2 separate regions of the Mus musculus genome follow, and region 2 is linked to region 1. A link is a contact called in public promoter capture Hi-C data. All regions are on one chromosome and are shown on one strand. The core of a region is the stretch at or near the end of the contact, and the rest is flanking DNA. Distances in the headings are between cores, read along the strand shown.

What was found. Promoter capture Hi-C pulls out the DNA fragments that hold promoters and counts their contacts.
Region 2: a contact with region 1 is called in a promoter capture Hi-C map of liver, with 5 times the contacts expected there. The contact joins the enhancer-like site here to the promoter of Spp2 in region 1. A contact is called at or near these places in 10 of 39 promoter capture datasets (the 3T3-L1 cell line, the HPC-7 cell line, embryonic stem cells and 3 more), 1 of 115 datasets of contacts at active chromatin or transcription factors (double positive thymocytes) and 3 of 9 other capture datasets (adipose tissue, liver and macrophages).

What each region holds. Positions count from the first base shown.
Region 1 is chr1:88,405,521-88,408,770 of GRCm38.p6, reverse strand. It overlaps Spp2 (secreted phosphoprotein 2), which reads right to left and starts at 1,761. Exons shown (of 8, transcript NM_029269.3): 1 at 1,555-1,761; 2 at 1,330-1,454. The coding sequence starts at 1,621.
Region 2 is chr1:88,860,204-88,863,453 of GRCm38.p6, reverse strand. No RefSeq gene overlaps it. Among named protein-coding and RNA genes, the nearest start is that of Platr5, 110 kb to the right of the region's middle. Within about 2 kb of position 1,738, at least 4 of the 459 cell types and tissues checked have an H3K27ac peak or open chromatin away from gene starts, as enhancers often do. A contact at or near this core is called in liver, where this site is marked.

The DNA.
Region 1 (3,250 bases), core at 512-3,011:
TTGTGCTCCTATTCAATGAACTGTTTCGTTCTGTAGTGAGCAATGGCTAAATTAAAAATGATGTAAACTATAGATCTGCAAGTTTGGCAAGGAGCTATGGGTTCTACAACATTCTAAGAAGATTGCATTCGGTGCCAACGGAATGTGGCCTAGGTGCTGGCATGAGCAGGGTGGGAGGGAGAGGCAGCGTCATTCTGATGAGGCTTTCTTCTAGAAGCAGCTTGACCTTTGGCTAGCAGCTGCCTACACCTGCCTCTAAGTGCCTCCCCACCAGCGTGCTCAGTGTGAACCCTGACAGTCAGGTGCTGGGTGGGGCTGGCAGCTCACTCTAGCTCAGTCTACACCTTCACAACCCAGTTATCCAGCTAGAAAAGGCAACCAAAGCAATGAAATTTGCTTTGCATTTGGGAGAAAGAAAACTTGGAACCAGTGTCTGCAAAAGGGGACCAAAGGGACATGTTTTACATGCAGTTGAGCTGGGAGAATGAAGTGTGTATGCTGTTGAGGAGCAGAGGAGCAGCTGAGTGTGAGAGGAGCAGCTGAGTATGAGAGGAGTAGCTGAGTGTAAGTAAGAGGTGGTAGCCTAGAATAGGGTGGAAAAGGGAGCAGCCAGTAGGAGCGGCCATGTGGCCTCTGTGTGGAGGTAGTGGCTGCTGACCACAAGGCTCTACTCATGTCTCCATGAGCTTGTCAGTCCTATTTCTTCTTCATGTCTGTCCCTACCTCCCTGTTAGCCCAGTTAAGCCTATAAGAAGACAGAGAGACTCCTCAGGGAGCAGGAAGGAGAAAGGCCTCTCTATGATCCTGTTCTGCTTCCCCCTCACTTTGGCCACAGTGAGTCACAGCAAGCCCGAGATAATGTCTCTTTCCCAAGTTCTCTAGGTGATCGGGAAACAGCACTATCAAGTCCACCAGAGTGGGTGGGTTTCATGGACTCAGAAGCCAGCGTTTCTTTCCTATAAACACTGGTAGCCCAATGCTGAGTGGGGAGAGAGTCTCTTTCTCATTAGGCAGCACCTCCCAATCAAACAGCATCACAAGGACTTCTGGGATCTTCACCCCAAACCAGGACACACACAGAGAAAAGCCGAGGTCAGAGGGAAAACACAGAGGGAAGAATCAGATGTCCCAGGAAGCTTTGACAGCCTCGGGACAACAACAACAACAAAATGTAATTAAATCTCTTCTCAGTCCAAAAAGTCAGCATGGAAGAGGACAGACTGTGATCATTGTAAACAGAAGAATAATCTACTCAACAAAGTAGGTGAAGTCAAGACGGGGGCGGGGGTGGTAAAAAAATGGCTCAGGGAGGTATCTCCATTCACTTACTCTCTTCAAGGAGCTCCGGGTCGCCCGAAACAGGTAAGGACTCAGGGACTGCGAGTTCACCTTTGCCACTGAGGCACTGAGAGCTTCCTGCAGAGAGGAAGGGTCGTAGTCGTACACCGGGAAACCTAGACAGCAAACACACAGGCCACAGTGAGAGAGAGATGAGGCACCGAGAGGGCTGTGATCACCTAGGGCAGGTGGCCAGCGGTGGCATGTGTCCTTTACCTGTGGCACACCAGTAGTGCATGCCCAGCACCAACAAAGCCAGCGTCTTCAGCATTGCCTGCTCCATACTGAGAGGATGGCGACCCAGAGTCAGGGAGACGGCCTCTCTCCAGGCTTCTGGATGACAGCTCTTTCAGAGGGTGGCTGTCTTATTCTTGTCACCTGTGACCTAGCTGCCCTGGCTGGCTGGAGCAATCTGGAACCTCAGTAGAGATGATTGATTCCGGTGTCAATATTTACTGCTGACTTTTCCTGTGGAAAAATTCCAGACTGAGGCCACTTTTGAAGTTTGGACCTCTCCGAGGGACTTTATCCCACAGCAGGAGACATTCAGAGAGGCTTGGGTCTCCCTGTATAATGTTTATCTTCTCTCTTTGCATTTTGTTCTTTGGGGGAGGGGACATAATTGTGGACTCAACAAAACGGTGACTTTAAAGCTTGTGCATCTAGTCCTTTCCCAGGTCCTCAAAATCCTTCACCCTCCACCTCTCAATGCCAGAGTCCTCCCTTCCTAGAGACTGCACTCACGCGGAGTGATTTTCCTGTTGGCTTAGCTCTGCCTGCCACCTCCACTACAGAGGCCATGGTTCAGAAACCACAATGGCCGTGTTTGTGATAGGGAGAGTAATGAAGCATGCAGCGGATGAGTGAGTGTATGAGTGCACCAGGTCTCACTCAACTGTCTTTCAGGTCTTTCATTTGAAGCTGGCGCTAACTTCTGGTGTATAACAAGTACCCAGAGCGTAATACCACAAGACAATGACCACTGGAATTTGTAATTCCGTTACTTTTAACCTGGTTTGAACTCAATTCCATTAGAGTCTTCCAGATTGAACTAATGTCACCATCTGGCTCCAAACGCTCTGGACTCATTAAATGAACTGCAGTAATAAAAGCAATTGCAGATGAGCGGAGGAGATGAAGGGAACAACAGCATCCTGTTGCCAGCACTGAGCTATTGATTTTGCTTGACGTTTGCTGGGGTGAGGGAGGGGGGGACCACTGCATTTCTCAGATTCTCTTGGCTATAATTAAGTGTTAGCACCAGGCGTGCAGGGTGGGCTCTGATGGAAGCTAGAAAGCAATGACTTTTAAAATGCCCCTGCAGAATTCCATCATGTCTTGTAAACCCAGAAGATTAAATATAAGCCATCCAGTCACGCTCATGCTATGGTGATTTCTTGTTCTTCCTCCGGTTTGCAGAAATGTGTGCCTCCATCATCCCAGTGATTTTCTGCTATTCCAGCCCCCAAATACTCGGTCAAAGTATTCAAAATTGGGTGGCAGTAAGTGAAGCATTGTATAGCCCTGCACACAGTCCCTGGAAATTTATATAAAGTACATCACAGACCATTTAACAGGAGTACCTGGGAACACACTGAGCAAGAACCGATGGGCTATGGCTGCATCGTAAATGAAGATGCATTACTTTCCAAGGTCATTTCCTCTTTCTCATCCTCCCCATCATATTATTTGCACTGGGGTGGGATCACTAAATTTAGAACAAATGTAAAAATGGAATCTTCAACTGATCCCTAAACCACGAACTTCACAGCTGCCTTCTGATTTCTTATAGCATCACGATTGCTAAACTGAGCTCCGTCACTAAGAGTCTGCTTTCTGTCCTCATCTCAGTATTTCTGGGTTCTGGAAACGTCAGTGGTGCCATCAGAATAGGCATCATGCAAAGACCCCA
Region 2 (3,250 bases), core at 489-2,988, 450 kb before region 1:
TGAATAGTCAGAGAAACCAAACATCCATGGACATCACCTGTCCAATTACTGCTCTTATTTCTGTGACAAAGTATCTGACTACAAGAGTTGAATTTTGGCTTATATGCAAGGAGATCATTTCATTATGGTGGAGAAGACACAACAGCAAGGAGGAAATGCTTAGTAGTAGGAGGCCAGCTGGTTACATCGAATCCGCCATTATGTAGTAGTCAGTAAGCAGGAAGTGAGGCTGGGCTGTAAAGCTTCAAGCTCAGCTTCTACTTACACATTTCCTCCAGCAAGGCTCTACTTTCTAACAGTTGCACAACCCTCCCAAACATTGCCACTAGACGGAGACCAAGTGTTCAAACACATGAGCCTATGAGAGACATCTCACATCCACACCATCACACCATGCTGAGTACCTGCCTGCCCTCCATGACCGTCTCTCACTTAGTATACACTCACACATGGCTGTATTGTCTGTTCATTCTTGTTGTCCCATAAGACCATGAGGTCCAGGGGACAGGAGTCCATCAAATTTGTTACCTGCTACTTTATCTTTCAGTGAGTATCTCAGCAAATATATATATATTGAGGGAGAGGGGGAGGGGGGGAGGGGGAGGGAGAAGGAGAGGGAGAGGGAGAGGGAGAAGGAGAGGGAGAACAAGCGGCTCCTTCTCAAGGCTGATGTCTATCAACGCTTTTGTTAAACACCCCTAAAGGCCTCCAGTTTCCTATGAGATGAAGAAATCCATCCTTCTCATCTTCAGAAGCTTGCCTACCTGTCCTTAATCTGATTTCCAGCTATTGTCCACTTCCACTGCACCTCTCACCACTTCTGTGTCAGCATGTCACAGAATCTTAGGGAGAAGGAGGAAGGAGAGAGAAGAGAGGACGCCAAAGGAGGGGGTAGAAGGAATATGGAGCAGAAGCACAAGGTTTGGAGAAACCACAAGTTATAAGGGATCTCCTAGCTGGGGACTAGAGTAGTGCAGTGGTACATCTGCCCAGTCTAGAAGCACAGCTTGTATTCATATTTCTTTACACGGGCTTATTTTGGGTTGGAGATTTTACCACAACATACCATAACCCCACTCCCCAAGTCATGCCTTTAGAACCCTTTAAAGTTGTCATTATGGCTGTTGTCTCTCCTGCTTCTAGGAGCTCATGACATTTGCTACTGACACTCTAAAGTTTGTGTTCCCTCCCCACACTTTCTAGCAAGCAAACACTTGCATATCTTCCATTTCTATTTGATCTTAAGAGGGCAAATCTCTTAGCTGTTTTTGTATTCTTCCAAGTTTTCAACGTCTAAGAGTAGCTGAAGATTATGAAATGAGTGAGTACATATGTTAGAAGGGTGAGAATCTCTGGTTATAAGATGCTGCCACATGGATTGCTTGGTGCTTATGTGTCTCAGATTTGCTAATGTAAACCTTGCTTTTATAAAAAAGATTTATTTTATTTTTAATTACGTGTATGTGTGTGTGGTGTGTGTGTGTGGCAGTTTGTGCACATATAAGTATAGGTGCCAGAGGAGTGGAGAAGAGGGGATCAGATCTCCGAGAACTGGAGATACAGGCAACTGTTGCATCCCTGATATGGGTCTTAGGAACTGAACTTGGGTCCTCTGGAAGAGTGACACTTAACCACTGAGCCATTTCTACCAAACATTTAGTATCAGTAACTTTGGGAGGCCGTCAATTAGGAAAAACAATGAGAGCAAGAGGCAAAGGCTCCCCGGTGCACTGTGGCCTTTGCTCACCCTGGTCTCTGAGTTGCCTTTGTAGATGGGAAAGTGGCATAGCCTTAGCGGTGAGAAGAGAAGACAGACTGCTTTCATTTATTTTACATTATGCTTCAGAACCTAAATATAAATATTCCAACCGTTCATCTCAGCATGATTTGGTTATGGAAACATAATTGGAATTGTTTGAGAGATGCAGACGGCTTCTATTTTAGTCCTGGCACAGGAAATTTGTCCTTTGTCCATTTCTTGCCGTTTTGATTTATGTGAGGTTAAAAATTCATAACACAGGAGCCAACCCCGAGCAAACATTGTTCCTTGCATGAGCAAATTCAAACAGTCTCTCTGCTCAGGTTTCCGTACAAAGGCTCTGAAAGGAGGGTTGGAGCTGCCACAGATCTTATTCATGGACAGAAAACCTGTCAGTTTCTGTTAGGTGTGAGAGCAAGGGTCTCAGCCCAGGTAAGGAGGGGACAGAGCTTCTCTCTCTCTCTCTCTCTCTCTCTCTCTCTCTCTCTCTCTCTCTCTCTGTGTGTGTGTGTGTGTGTGTGTGTTTGTGTCAGCTGCCTTATGTTTGTTGTATTGCTCAATCCTCCCATAGTTCTATGATGTAACCCAATTCTTTTTAACTTCCAGAAGCACGGGGGGTTGGAGGGGAGACAAGTAGGAGAGAACCTGTCCGAGCCTACTCTGTAGGTGAGTGGTCTGGCAGCCTGGTCTGACCCTTGGGTCACATGGGTCCAGTACATGCTTGATGGATAAGGGACCTGCCCACAGTTCACTGCTCTTCATGTTGTTACCAAATACAGAGTCCCAGCTTGCAATCATGTGACTCCATAGACTTTTTAAAACACAGATGGGCAACTTCATTTTCTTCCCAGATATAACATGCTTGAGTCTTAAACTGCATGGACCATTCTCCAACAGTGTCCTATGTTGGGTCTTAAACTGCATGGACCATGCTCCAACAGTGTCCTATGCTCAGAAGGTGCCTTGGCCAAGTACAGATTCACTCCCCTAGCTCATGAACACTAGGTGTTCCACTCTGCTTCAAACTCATGGGGCTCTCACTGACCCTGTGCACAGACTGGACATGCACATCACTGATTGTCTGGAAGAAGTCTTAGAACCTGGGATCTGATTAAGTCAGTGTCATCTGCAATAGACCCTAGGGTGTCACAGTACCACTGCCCCTAGACTCTAAGCTCACCAGGATACCATGTAAGATCAGAGCCTGGAGAGCAGGTCCTAGCTGTGCATAGTTAATTCAAAAATTTCCCAAAGGTGGCCACGAGATACTAAGATGCTGAGAATGCCACCTTGTTCTAAGAATGGACAACAGTGCAGGAGAGACTAGATGGAGAAAGGACAGAAGAATGAACACATGATGGGTCTACTTGCCACCAAGGGCTTCAAACACATGATGGGTCTACATGCCACCGAGGGCTTCACACACAGGTGGTGCAGGTCTCGAGAGGATACTGTCACACCTGGAGACTCAACAGGCTCCATCTAACCTCT